Linked DNA regions of Ovis aries: region 1 is linked to region 2. A link is a contact called in public Hi-C data. All regions are on one chromosome and are shown on one strand. The core of a region is the stretch at or near the end of the contact, and the rest is flanking DNA. Distances in the headings are between cores, read along the strand shown. Region 1 overlaps RASGEF1B (RasGEF domain family member 1B). Region 2 overlaps RASGEF1B (RasGEF domain family member 1B).

Region 1 (6,903 bases), core at 1,749-4,248, 410 kb after region 2:
TGAGAACTTGAAATAAAAAGGACTGGAAGTAGAAAACATAAGTGCAGTCTGCAGACAGCCAATGCCCTTCAGGACATGAGGTGGGGAATTAGAATGAAATGTGGTTCAGCAATTTCTGAGAGTTGCTGAGAAGTGAAAATTCAGCCTACCTGGGCCTGTGCAAACACAATGATGATTACGATGTACACTGCCGCCCACCCTCTCCTCCTTCCTGACTGCCAGAGGGTGCCATCTGCCTACAGGAGACCGTCAAAGCAAAGATATGTACGAAAGGAATCTGCCCTTTTCTCGGCCCTGCCCCATGGAAGTTAAGCCGGGAGAGACTAAATTCTTCCTACCACGTACGTGTGGCACGCAGCCTGCATCTCTGTGGTCTCTGATGGGAGCCACATTCTGAAAGCTGATAAACCAGATTTCTGTACATTAGAGACTGGGGGGAAATACTTTTAATTCAAGGCATTTTGAAAACTATTTCCTAGAGAGTTCTGCCAGGAGACTAAGGGAATCCAAAGGCCCTGAAGTAGCTGCGCTAGATCCCATGTGGCTCCTGTCCAGCATCCTTGACTCCCGGAGCCCACGGCCCCACCGAGAAGCTAATTCTCATCTTGGATACATCAAGTCTCACTCCATCCTCTTAACCTCAAAGACTGAGTCTGGAATTCATTAAAAACACACACACACACACACACACACACACACACACACTTCTATGTTGTTTGATTCAACATTGTTAAAGGCTTTCAGAAAACAAGTGTGCACTATTCAAAGAAGGCTGAGTTCTATGGGCTAAGTCAGAAATGCCTGGTATTAAAGAGACGCAGTGTGCCTTAAAATAGGGGTCCCCAACCTCCAGTATCTAATGCCTGATGGTCTGAGGTGGAGCTGATGTCATAATAATAGAAATAAAGTGCACAATAAATGTAATAAACTTGAATCATCCTGAAACGATTCCCCCCGCCATGGTCCGTGGAAACCAGTCCCTGATGCCAGAAGATTGAGCGCCGCTGTCCTACAATATCTTTGCAGTATGGCACAAGAAGTGTGGGCCTCCCTAGTGCTCAGCAGTAAAGAACCCACCCGCCAATGCAGAAGGCATGGGTTCAGTCCCTGGGTTGGCAAGATCCCCTGGAGGAGGAAACAGCAATCTATTCCAGTATTCTTGCGGGGTGAATCACATGGACAGAGAAGCCTGGTGGGCTACAGTCCATGGGGTCACAAAAAAGTCAGAGACGACTTAGCGACTGAACATATAAGCACAAAAAGCGTAGAATTTGTAGCCAAAATACATAGATACACTGTCTTCAGCAGTGACCCTCACTAGCAACATGACTTTGTGCAAGTTACTTAGCTTTCTGGGCCTCAGTTTCCTCTACTGTAAAATGGAAACAAACAAACAAACAAAAAAAAAAAACCCACTTTACAGCATGGCAAGGATTAAATACAATCATATACACATAACCCACAGCTCAAACACTGGTAAACATTCAAGAAATATTGGTCTCTCTTCCAGTTTGAGCTCATAAAAAACTAGACTGGAAAAGAAAGTTTACCTGTCAAACAACTTTTAATGCAGCATTGAACACTAATAAATTAAGACTATTCTTGGTTAGGTCAGCAGTAAATCATGTCCGACTCTTCGCAACTCCATGGACTGTAGCCCACCAAGCTCCTCTATCCATGGGATCTCCCAGGCAAGAATACTGGAGTGGATTGCCAGTTCTTTCTCCAGGGGATCTTCCCAACCCAGGGATTAAACCCACGTCTCTTGTACTGGCAGACGTGTTCTTTACTGCTGAGCCACCTGGGAAGCCCGAATAAATGAAGATGGATACACCATAATACAAGATACAATATTTTATCACACAAAAGACATCATTGATCATAGTTCAGTTCAGTTCCGTTCAGTCACTCAGTCATGTCCGACTCTGTGACCCCATGAATTACATCACACCAGGCCTCCCTGTCCATCACTAAAAAGGAAAAAGTGCAGCTAATCATATGTTGTTGTTGACTCTATAAAGCATCACAATTTCATCAAAGCTAAAATATGAAAAATGCGTGTATATTTTCATAAAATCAATGAAAGACAGTGAGTATTTATGATTCCAGAAAAGCTTACAGATAAAAAAGAAGAACCAGGAAACAAAAAAATCTCATATTTCCGTTCTGTAGCTTAATCTCTTTACTTTTAAGGGAGAAAAATAACAAAAAGGTGTGGGCGTTCCTAATAGCTCAGTTGGGAAAGAATCTGCTTGCAATGTCGATGGCCCTGGTTTGATTCCTGGGTTGGGAAGATCCACTGAAGAAGGGATAGACTACCCATTCCAGTATTCTTGGGTTTCCCTTATGGCTCAGTCCGCAATGTGGAAGAAATGGGTTTGATCCTGGAGTTGGGAAGATCCCCCGGAGAAGGGAAAGGCTACCCACTTCAGTATTCTGGCCTGGAGAACTTCATGGACTATATAGTCCACAGGGTCACAAAGAGTTGGACACAACTGAGCAACTTTCACTTTCACTTCATAAACCAAAGAATCTAGGAACTGCTCAAGTGGGAATTCCTTTAAATACCACTTGTGGTGGCTCAGATGGTAAAGAACCTGCCTGCAATGCGGGAGACCCAAGTTTGATCCCTGAGTTGGGAAGATCCCCTGGAAAATGGAATGGCTACTGACTCCAGTATTCTTGCCTGAAGAATCCCATGGACAGAGGAGCCTGGAGATTCATGGGGTCACAAAAAGTCAGACACAACTGAGCAATTAACATTTACTCAGTTTGCATCAGTACCTAGATATGTAGATACAGTATTTGAGGGAACAGCAAGTGGAAGAATTTGGAAGGTATTACAGTCTTCCTTTTAAATTCTTTAATTTCCATCTAAGTATTCTAGATGCTTAAGTATTGAAAGTGTGTAGTTCTGACTGTAAGAAGACCAAACACAGGGTAATTCTGAGGCTTGGAGGACATTGGAGTGCCTCCTGACCTTCTAGTTAAATAACCTACAGCGACATGTAGTGGTGGCTCCCTTAAATTACAACCAGGTGTCCCATAGGGTAGGACACCTGCCCCAATCGAATGCTAAGCAATGTTCTTTATCACAGTGTGAGTGATAGCTCCATACTCTTGCCAGACAGAGGTGGTTAACAGGTCTTCTAGAGGTGGTTCCAAAATTGGTGGCAGCCAATACCACTATAACCTTAATTTGTTTGATATTTTCTGCACATCCTTTAGTTCATTAACGGAGTTCCAGACCTGGAGGAGACCCTAGGGATTATCTAACCCAATTCTCTTATTTGCAGATTATAAAACTTCAATTCAACTATGTCAGCCCAAAGTCATAGGGGCAGGTAGGGGCAGATCCATACCTTGAACCAGGCCTCCCAATTCTGAATGCATTCTTCCCTCAATTAAGTTACTCTGGGGTTCATGAGTATTTAGTTAACTTCAGTTCAGTCGCTCAGTCGTGTCCAACTCTTTGCGACCCCACGAACCGCTGCATGCCAGGCCTCCCTGTCCATCACCAACTCCCAGAGTCTATCCAAACCCGTGTCCATCGAGTGGGTGATGCCATCCAACCATCTCGTCTTCTGTCATCCCCTTCTCCTCCTGCCCTCAATCTTTTCCAGCATCAGGGTCTTTTCGAAAGAGTCAGCTCTTCGCATCAGGTGACCAAAGTATTGGAGCTTCAGCTTCAGCATCAGTCCTTCCAATGAACACCCAGGACTGATCTCCTTTAGGATGGACTGGTTGGGTCTCCTTGCAGTCCAAAGAACTCTCAAGAGTCTTCTCCAAACCACAGTTCAAAAGCATCAATTCTTCAGCACTCAGCTTTCTTTATAGTCCAACTCTTACATCCATACATGACTACTGGAAAAACCATAGCCTTGACTAGACAGACCTTTGTTGACAAAGTAATGTCTCTGCTTTTTAATATGCTGTCTAGGTTGGCCATAACTTTTCATCCAAGGAGTAAGCGGCTTTAAATTTCATGGGTGCAATCACCATCTGCAGTCATTTTGGAGCCCAGAAAAATAAAGTCAGCCACTGTTTCCCCATCTATTTGCCATGAAGTGATAGGACCAGATGCCATGATCTTAGTTTTCTGAATGTTGAGCTTTAAGCCAACTTTTTCCACTCGCCTCTTTCTCTTTCATCAAGAGGCTCTTTAGTTCTTCTTCACTTTCTGCCATAAGGGTGGTGTCATCTGCATATCATGAGTATTAGCCATGCACATTTTTAAGCCCTTATTGATTGAGCACTTAACATGTGATGAAGTGTTTTGAGCATATTTACAGTTCCATTAGAAAATCTGAGATGAATTAGGGGCTGATATATTTAAAAAAAAAAAAGGCTTCCCAGGTGACCCAGTGGTAAAGAACCAATCTGTCAATGCAGGAGATTTGGGTTCAATCGCTGCATTGGGAAGATCCCCGAGAGGAGGAAATGGCAACCCACTCTAGTATTCTTGCCTGGGAAATCCCATGGACAGAAGAGCCTGGGGGTTATATAGTCCATAGGGTCGCAAAGAGTTGGACATGACTGAACTGACTTAGCATGCACACATATAAAAAATAAAGTCAGTGAAAATTAATAATTAAAATCTATATAGTCTGAATACCCCATGAGAGAATGACAGTTAATCCCCATTTTACAGTTGGAGAAATTGAGGCATAGAGTTCCTGGTAATTATTAACTCCAAAAACTCCCTAAAAGTTACATAGAAAAGCAAATGCAATCATAACATAGCGCATGGCTCAGCTATAAATGACAGTAACATAGGCTCAACAAGATAAACCACAACTCTAGAACATAACCATATCTGGAAGACATCGGGGAAAGTATGTATTGAAAAATAGGGCCAGGGGGACAGAGACAGGAGATAGAAGAAAACTAAGTCATCAGTTCCTGTAGCAGACATCAAGAGACAATATCAAAACTGAAAAGTTAAAACAAAAATAACAATATTAACATAGAGATGTTTGCGCTGTGCTAAGCCGCTTTAGTCATGTCCAACTCTTTGCAAATAATACATAATAAACAAACAAAAAAAAATAAAGAGAACAGTTTTAATCTTACAGTACAGTACATCAGCTGGCATACAGGGGCTAGCATCGAGTGTCCAGGCAAAAAGAGTTCCTGACTGGAGGAAGGAGAGGAGGTGGGAGATGGTAGAGCTGAAGGATCGTCAGCAATAGGAGATGGAGGGCAAGCTGCAATTTCACTCACGCCTGACATTGATGGAATGCACGTTTGCATCTTTGAAAGCTCACAACTGGAAGGTTAGTATGTAGGGGACTTACTGTATAAAGACTGAGCCCTCTTGACGTGAGAAGGACCAGCTCTGCAGTGATGTCCAGTTCTAGAACTCTCCGGGGGATCAGCTGAGCTTACCTTCTGTTTTCTCCCTCCTCCCTCCCACAAGGTGTTGGTCTCACACAGGGGGTGTGGTCTTCCCGGGAAACTTCTCACACACAAACCTCAACATCAGAGTGTGTTTCCCAAAACTCTGCCATGAGGGTCAAAGACAGGCCTTTTTACTGCGCCGCTAGATACGCAACTAACATTATTTCCATTTAAATGACTTTAAAAACAAAAGCCCTTGATTCTTTCACCTTCTTTAACTTCCCACTTCAGAGAGTTTTAAGCAGTGCATGTTGCATACTTTGATCTTATTTCACTTTAATAATGAAATTTATCTTCAAGATAATTTAATATTTGTCTGAATATCTACTATATACAAAGTACAGTGGAAAGTAAGGAGGGGGAAGACAGAGGAGAATGGACTGTGAATAAGCGTGCAGTGACTGAGATGTGGGGCTCTCTTCCTTGACACGTTTGTAATTTGATAGAGAATTTACAATATACAACAACTGCTGTAAAAACTAGAAGGTAACAAAGGCGTGAAAAGTGCTAAGGACGTTATGAGAGAAAACGAGGTTGCTAGTTTTGTGTATGGTTGTGTGGTTGTGGTGGTTGTTGTTTAGTTGATCAGCCACAGTTGTGTGGCAGAGGAGGAGAAAGGAAGAGAAAGAAGCAGGTGAAATGTTGCTACAATTTCCTGTTTAACCTCCTCAAGATCAACTAGCCTTTCAACACTGGATTAGAGTTTGACGGATGAAAAATGTCAGTGAGTAATTTCAGACAGATGTAATAACTAAGAGGAAAGGCTCAGAAGGGTAAAGGGTGAAGGCAGTGTTTGGGAAAAAAATTCCTAATCCAGTTTAACTAGAGCAGTGGGTGTACAAAAAGGAATAATGAAGTCAGTGCTGGGAGTGGCCAGGGGTTAGGGGGGCAGTGGAAAACCTGCCTGGAAATGTATCTTCATTTTCAAGTCAGACACCCTCAGGTCAGGACAGTGGCCTTGGCCAAGCCAGAGACCATCATACATCTTTGGATACGTCATAAGGGAGGCTGGCAACTGCCAGTTATTAAGTCATTGATCTCCGCTATAAATGGGATAAATATTAAAAACTAATTAAGACACAATTCATGTCTTCATACAATGCAGTGCTATGAAAACGTGAAATAAACAAGGTAAAATGAAGGGCTGCTGCTGCTGCTGCTGCTAAGTCACTTCAGTCGTGTCTGACTCCGTGCGACCCCATAGACGGCAGCCCACCAGGCTCCCCCATCCCTGGGATTCTCAAGGCAAGAACACTGGAGGGCTAGAGAAAGCCAAATATGAGTGAATGATTAAATACATATGCACTCAAGAGAGACACTAATCTATTCAAAACATGGAACAAGTAGCCAAAGCTTGGGCCAGGTTGGTCTGGGTGAGGGAGCTGTCTGCCGTCCAGCACTCCATGCCAACACTACAGGCTCGGCTTTCCTGCTGGAAACCTCCGCATTTTCATCAAGGACTTTTAACTAATGACTTAAGAGAAGGAGGCAACCTGTCGCTGT
Region 2 (6,104 bases), core at 3,037-5,536:
TTCCTTCTCCAATGCATGAAAGTGAATAGTAAAAGTGAAGTCGCTGGAGTGGGGTGCCATTGCCTTCTCCGAAAACTCTCTGACAAGGTACCAAAAGAAAATACTGCAAAGAGCAAAGGATGGTAAACTGAGATAAGTTAATTGGGGTTACAGTTTACTAAAAATCTAATTTAAGAAAAGACCATGTCACTGGTTGCTTTCTGCCTTCTAATTAGCCCAAAGTTCTGTTGTTGATCAGCTGATTGATTTGACCACAAACCATCTTGATAATTCAACTTGCATACTGCGTTTCAAACCCAGGTCTTCACATTCCAGGTTCAAAATTTACAACTCTACATCATGCTATACTGCAAATGGTCTTCTTTGAACTTCTAATGTTTACCCATTAAATGAAAAGCCTGTCAGTCTGTCCCAAATTGTAGTCTATTAGAATAATTTATATGCTTTACAAGTTCTACATAAATCCTTGCTCCAAAGATGCATGATAGGCCATTAATTACTCTTATTAAAAAGCAACACTGTCAACAGAAGTATTTAAGATACTGACCTTTGCCATCAAAGAATAATCCCCTCTAGTCAAAGATTTCAGAGATTCTCATATACACTTCTTTATATTTTAGTTTCTTTGAAATTGGGATTCATTAGATAGTTGAGTGACAAGAAAATACATTTAACCATCAGTCTTTTTTTTTAGCAATATATAATGCATGTAAGAATTAAAGATTTTAAAATTTAAAAAATAAAAAACTAAAAAAAAAAAAAGAGCATCTTATAATGGATGAAATCTTAGATTCAATGAAATACAGTGATATTTGCTTGTGTGTACTTTATAGATTTCCAGAAAAAAATCTGATGAGATAAAATGACACAAAGAAAGCTCATAGATCACAGTAGGCATAACTAATTTCTGGACAATCTCTAGCAAGTGGCCAGTCTGTTTTTTGGAAAGATCAACTGCCTTGCGTAATAGATGTATTTGTTAAACAAGAGGAAAGGTCAGCAGAATGGCACAGAAAGTACTGTTTGTGAAGTGGATTTTTAAATACTTCCAAAGATAAACATAGTGGAATTTTTTTCTCTCAAGTATCTTTCCTCTTATTATCCACATCAGGAACTGTTTATTTAGCATTGCTCAAACTTGATGTCCAAGACTTTAGTTCAACCTGCTACATTTCTAGAATTAAATAGGGAGGCTCAGAAGATTAAATATTGGCTTGGTTTTTGTTTAAGAAAACAAATTCACAGAATGTCCAAGTACTGGACATGAGAATCCAAAGAAGCATTTAGCCCCGGGAGCTATTAATTCCAGGAATCCTTTGCTAACATTACCCCAGTGGACGGAAGACTGAGTTTAAGGTAGTTCCTACCCACAGCTTCCATTTATTTTCTTTAATCTCAGTGAAGCTCTGGCTTCTTATCTGCAGCAAACCTTCTCTTTACAGTTCTCACAATTACTATGTTCTGTCTGTGGGGTTTTGTAAACTCTCAATTTACTTACCTTCTCTATCCTTTCCAGCATAATCTCAACACTACCTTCTCCATCCTCCTTTAGCACATCCTCCACCAAGTTCTCCATCCTTCTTTAGTACAAATTTTGCCCAACCCAGTGTACCTGCTGTGGGGACCAGCTAGCAAAAATTCTGGTTTAGGAGAAAGTCACTTTTTTCCAAAACTGAAATAAGTGACAGCATTAAGTGCTGTGCTGTGCTCGGTCTTGTCCAACTCTTTGAGATCCTATGGACTGCTGCCCGCAGGCTCCTCTGTCCATGGGATTCTCCACACAAGAATACTGGACCGGATTGCCATTTCCTCCCCCAGGCGATTAAGCAGAGTCCTTAATTTGCTGGTTAAGTCAAACTTCAAAGCAGTTAACTCCTTTGGAAAAAGTGAGATTTATGTGAGATGCTTGAAAAAGCTGTTGACTCTATTCAAATTACTACCAGGAAGATAAGGCTTAAGAGACAGGTTAACCTCACAAACAGTTCTCACCTTGCAAAGTTTCATTTGTAACCCAGTTGCTGGAAACTCAGAATATATTCTATTTGGCCAGTGGCTCTAGCTCTTTAGGGAGATCACAAACTTCTCTGCAAGAAATCAACCAACAAATGTGTATATACTTTTAGAGAGTTCAGATCTCAGATTAGGAAGTATGTGTGCTGGCCTGTACAGAACTTGGATCGTATTTATTACCCACTTCCTCAAAGAAGGAGAATATGGTGGTTCTGAAGAGAACCTTGGTGTAACACATTCAAAACTGGCTCCTTAGAAAGCAATATTTTTTTTTTTTCCTGGTAGTACTGATCCAATGGAGTTAAAGAGAATGAAAAAGACACTTCTTTTTTGGGGGGGCAGAGATAATTAAATAGGCCTCCCCGCCTCCCACACCCTCCACAAACTGAGGACTTTGGAATGGAGAGAAGGCAATGAGACAATGGGAAATGAATTTGGTTTTTAAAACAATGACCCAGGATAAAAGAAAGCTTTGAGTCGCCAGAATTAGCATACAGATTACAGGTTCTTCTGGGAAACTTCCGAAGGGGAAGTAAGCGATACCCAATCCAGGTATACAAGATGAATGCTCTTTCTTAAAATGAATTTGGGAACCTGGAAAGTTGGTTGACAGACAAGATATCTCACAGGAGCAGCTAATTCAGTCACAAAGATATATCATGTTCTTTCAAGGACCCTGCCAGAGTTCAGCGTGACATTGATCCAGCAGCAAGGAAGCAGGCTCTGGGTGATTTAAGGGATGAATGGATTTGAAAGGCATGCCTAATGGTTTCAAACCAACTAAGGCACCAGATGAAAAGCAGACTGTGCTTGAATCAGCGACTGCTTTTGCACAAGGTTATTTATGGGGAGGCAGGTGCATGAGGCTAAGGTGGTTTCAGGTGACAATGCAAATTGGAAAAGAGGGCCAGGAAAAGATGGGTGTGGGAACTAAATCAAAGGCCATCCTTCAACATCTGCTTTAGGTGTTTTGTAAATCTCTACCAAGATGTCAAGTCAGCATTTCATTTACACCCAGGAGAATGAGATTGCAAAGGGTAGGAGTGTAAGAAAAAAAAGAGGTGTATTTCTCCCTATTTCATCATAGAGCGCCTTGGTGAGATATTTAATAAACCCAATGCCTTTATATTGATTACTATCTTTTTGCTTCTGTTCAAAAATGCTGGGCATGTGTCCCAGTGAGGTAGAGGATAGCCACTCTATCACAGTTGAACTTCGAAACCATATTTGCTTAGTAAGGAGAGGCTTAATTTAAGATCCGGGAATGACTGGTTCCCAAATTCCCATCTAGATTCCAGAGGAACTTTGCCCTTTGGTGAGAGGCCACCACTTCCCTTTCTCACTTGAGGTTCCAGAGATGGGAATGAAAAAAGAGTTCACATATTTCAGCTTGACTCCAGCTGGGATCTCAAGTACTTTTGTCCTCCTTCAGGCACTGTGGAATCTCAGAAGACAACAGTCAACAGTAGGCTCAGAGAGTGTTTCTCTAATTATGGATCTGAGTTGGAAGAAAGTAAAATCAAGTTTCCAACACAATCTAAAACATGCTTATTTTGAGCTTGAAAACATCTCAAAGATGATCTTCTCATTTCTCCCTAGCAGCATCTCTAGATGCTAGTAAAGCTACACCTTTGTTAACCTCCTTGAAAAAAGAGGTATTGTGTTGAGATTACAAACAATGCAGAGCAGACAAGTAAGAATGGACTCACCTCTTTGGCGTGAGAACAAAAAGTAAGTAACTCCCAGATAAGTACATTCTTTGGAACTGAGCCCCAGATGCTTAGGAGATCTCACAGTCAAGGGGAAATAATCAGTATTTCTGAGGAAAGAAGGTCCTATTTCTCTCTATAAGCATGAAATAGGGATATTTCCTGATTTGTTACAGGTTTCCATATAAAAAAATGAATTTGCATTTTGCTTCATTTCCCCTAGATGCTACTTTAAAAAAAAAAAAAAACTAATTCCTAATCAACGAAGGAAAAGAATTCTGACTCAAATAATTACTATCTTTGGTTTCCCTGGAAGAAAAACAAAGCTAAAGTTTGTCATCTTTTGACTTGGGAATATCTTGTCAGCAGTTTATCAAGACACAAAATAACAATTCAGTACATGGAAACTATAAATAGGCCTGGAGGATCATTTAAAACCTTTCTTTGAGATAAATCTTTACTATTTTTTTTTTTTTTGTAGGAAATGATCCCCATGCATATTCTTCCTACAGTTTTTCATCTACAACTTCCATGCAGTTCCTGGCCTTAACAGTAGATGGCTCCACGTTCCTTGTCGTTGAAAGGGCTGGTGCATTCTAGCAGAAACAGTAGGTGCTGGTTTAGAAAAGTAAAAGGACAATTGGGAGTTCTGGGGGAAATTTTTTGAGAAATTGGCATGTGTGATTGTGGCAAATTACTGAACTTTGGAAGGTGGCATTGCTCATGAAATACAGTTGCAAACATACAAAGCCAGTCGGTCTTATTTCCTTACGTCTTGGGTGCTGTTTATGATGAGAATTAATTGTCATTTTCCCAGAGGAATAAAAATGATCTTCTGGATAATCAAAATCATCATCATCTAATTAAGGGCTGTCAAAAAGAGCTTGCTGAGATATTTGAAACTTTCTTTTTCTGGCCAATACATCAGCCACTTACACACATAGCTATTGAGCACTTAAAACATGACTCGTGCAATTTTTTTTGTTTTGTTTAATTTAGTTAAACTTAAGTTCATATATCCCCATGTGGCTAGTTACTGAACAGCACTGGCTACCATATTGCACAGCACAGAGATAAGTAGTGGAATCATCATTTACACATGATAGATTTCAAGTCAAATTACAGAATATCAAATGGGGAAGCAACCTTAACTAAAAGGGTTTATGTTTCTACACCCAATTTACCTCAGTAGGAAAATAACCTGATACTTAGGACATTTAGTAAACAAGTATAATTTTCTATCAACATGGTTACTGGGATAATACTATTTTTTTGACTGCAAGTTCTTGAAAAATTACCCTTATCTGCCACCCCTCCTCCATTCTTCCCTTTTAGATAAACAGAAGGATATTAGTGGTCTATAAAGTGCTTTCCTTTCTTACAAGACTAACTTGTGCTTTCTCTGTGTTACAGTAATTTTCATACCAGAGTTTCCTAATAAAATATGAATCAACTGAATGACTTCTAGACATAGACATACCTCGAAACAAAGTAATATACAGACCATATAAAGTAATATACAGACTTGTCAAAAGATTGATTTTAAGATGATCGGTTTTAATAGTAACACTAAATTAAAAGGTCAAAAAATTTTCCTCATTCAGCCTTCTTGAAAACTAGCATTTTTAAAAACACTTGTAGGAGAAAAACAAAAGGCAGTTCAGGCAAACAGTAAATCTTTACATAATTTTCATCAATAAGAAATTTCACTCTCCTGTCTTCATTTTTGTGTACCCAGAAAGTAGCTGAACATCTAACCACAGATCATTACTTCAGCCTTCATTCTTCCACAGCCAATAAATGGTACAAATGAATGAAGTGATAGTATAGCAAAATAAGTCAGCTAACACAGAGCTAAAAGAGACTCATAAATCATCTAGTGTGACAACTCATCAATTTCACAGATGTTGCAGGCATAGGGAGAGAAGGAGTGACTTGTTAGGGCTCCATACTGATTAGACCCCTCCTCTCTATTTCCAAGGCAGAAATCTGCCTATAGCACTTGGCTACATCTGTCATTCTAGGATGAGAGGGTTGCACAAATCTAATTTTTATAAATTTAACTGCAAACCCCAAAGTACAACTGAAGGGGAGGTAACATCTGAATTCAACCACCAAAGACAAAAACCTCATCAATCTTAAGTATTTTCAATATTATAATTCGTCTCCTTACAACCACACAAAATGTTGGCTTTTCCATTTATTATCTGTGGCATCAGAATCAAGATTCTAAGTCCCTGCTTCAGAGATGCCAGATTCTTCTCCCAAGGAAGGGAGGATACATTTCCTCATCTCTTGTTCAAGCAGATATTCTCTCTGGGGTCATCCGAATTCTCCTCCAAAGTCCAATTGTTCCAGGCCACCTCTGGAGATTGATGAAGTTGA

Evidence for each region. Hi-C and Micro-C count contacts between places; a contact is called where the count stands out from the background.
Region 1: a Hi-C map of liver shows a contact between it and region 2, with 6 times the contacts expected there. The contact joins two enhancer-like sites. A contact is called at or near these places in 7 of 16 Hi-C or Micro-C datasets (blood, liver, mixed tissues and 3 more).

The regions. Positions count from the first base shown.
Region 1 is chr6:97,358,208-97,365,110 of ARS-UI_Ramb_v3.0, forward strand. All of the region lies in intron 2 of RASGEF1B (RasGEF domain family member 1B), which reads right to left. Among named protein-coding and RNA genes, the nearest start is that of RASGEF1B, 220 kb to the right of the region's middle. Within about 2 kb of position 2,999, at least 1 of the 54 cell types and tissues checked has an H3K27ac peak or open chromatin away from gene starts, as enhancers often do. A contact at or near this core is called in liver, where this site is marked.
Region 2 is chr6:96,950,700-96,956,803 of ARS-UI_Ramb_v3.0, forward strand. The region is part of intron 4 of RASGEF1B (RasGEF domain family member 1B); the gene reads right to left. Among named protein-coding and RNA genes, the nearest start is that of TRNAW-CCA, 160 kb to the right of the region's middle. Within about 2 kb of position 4,287, at least 6 of the 54 cell types and tissues checked have an H3K27ac peak or open chromatin away from gene starts, as enhancers often do. A contact at or near this core is called in liver, where this site is marked.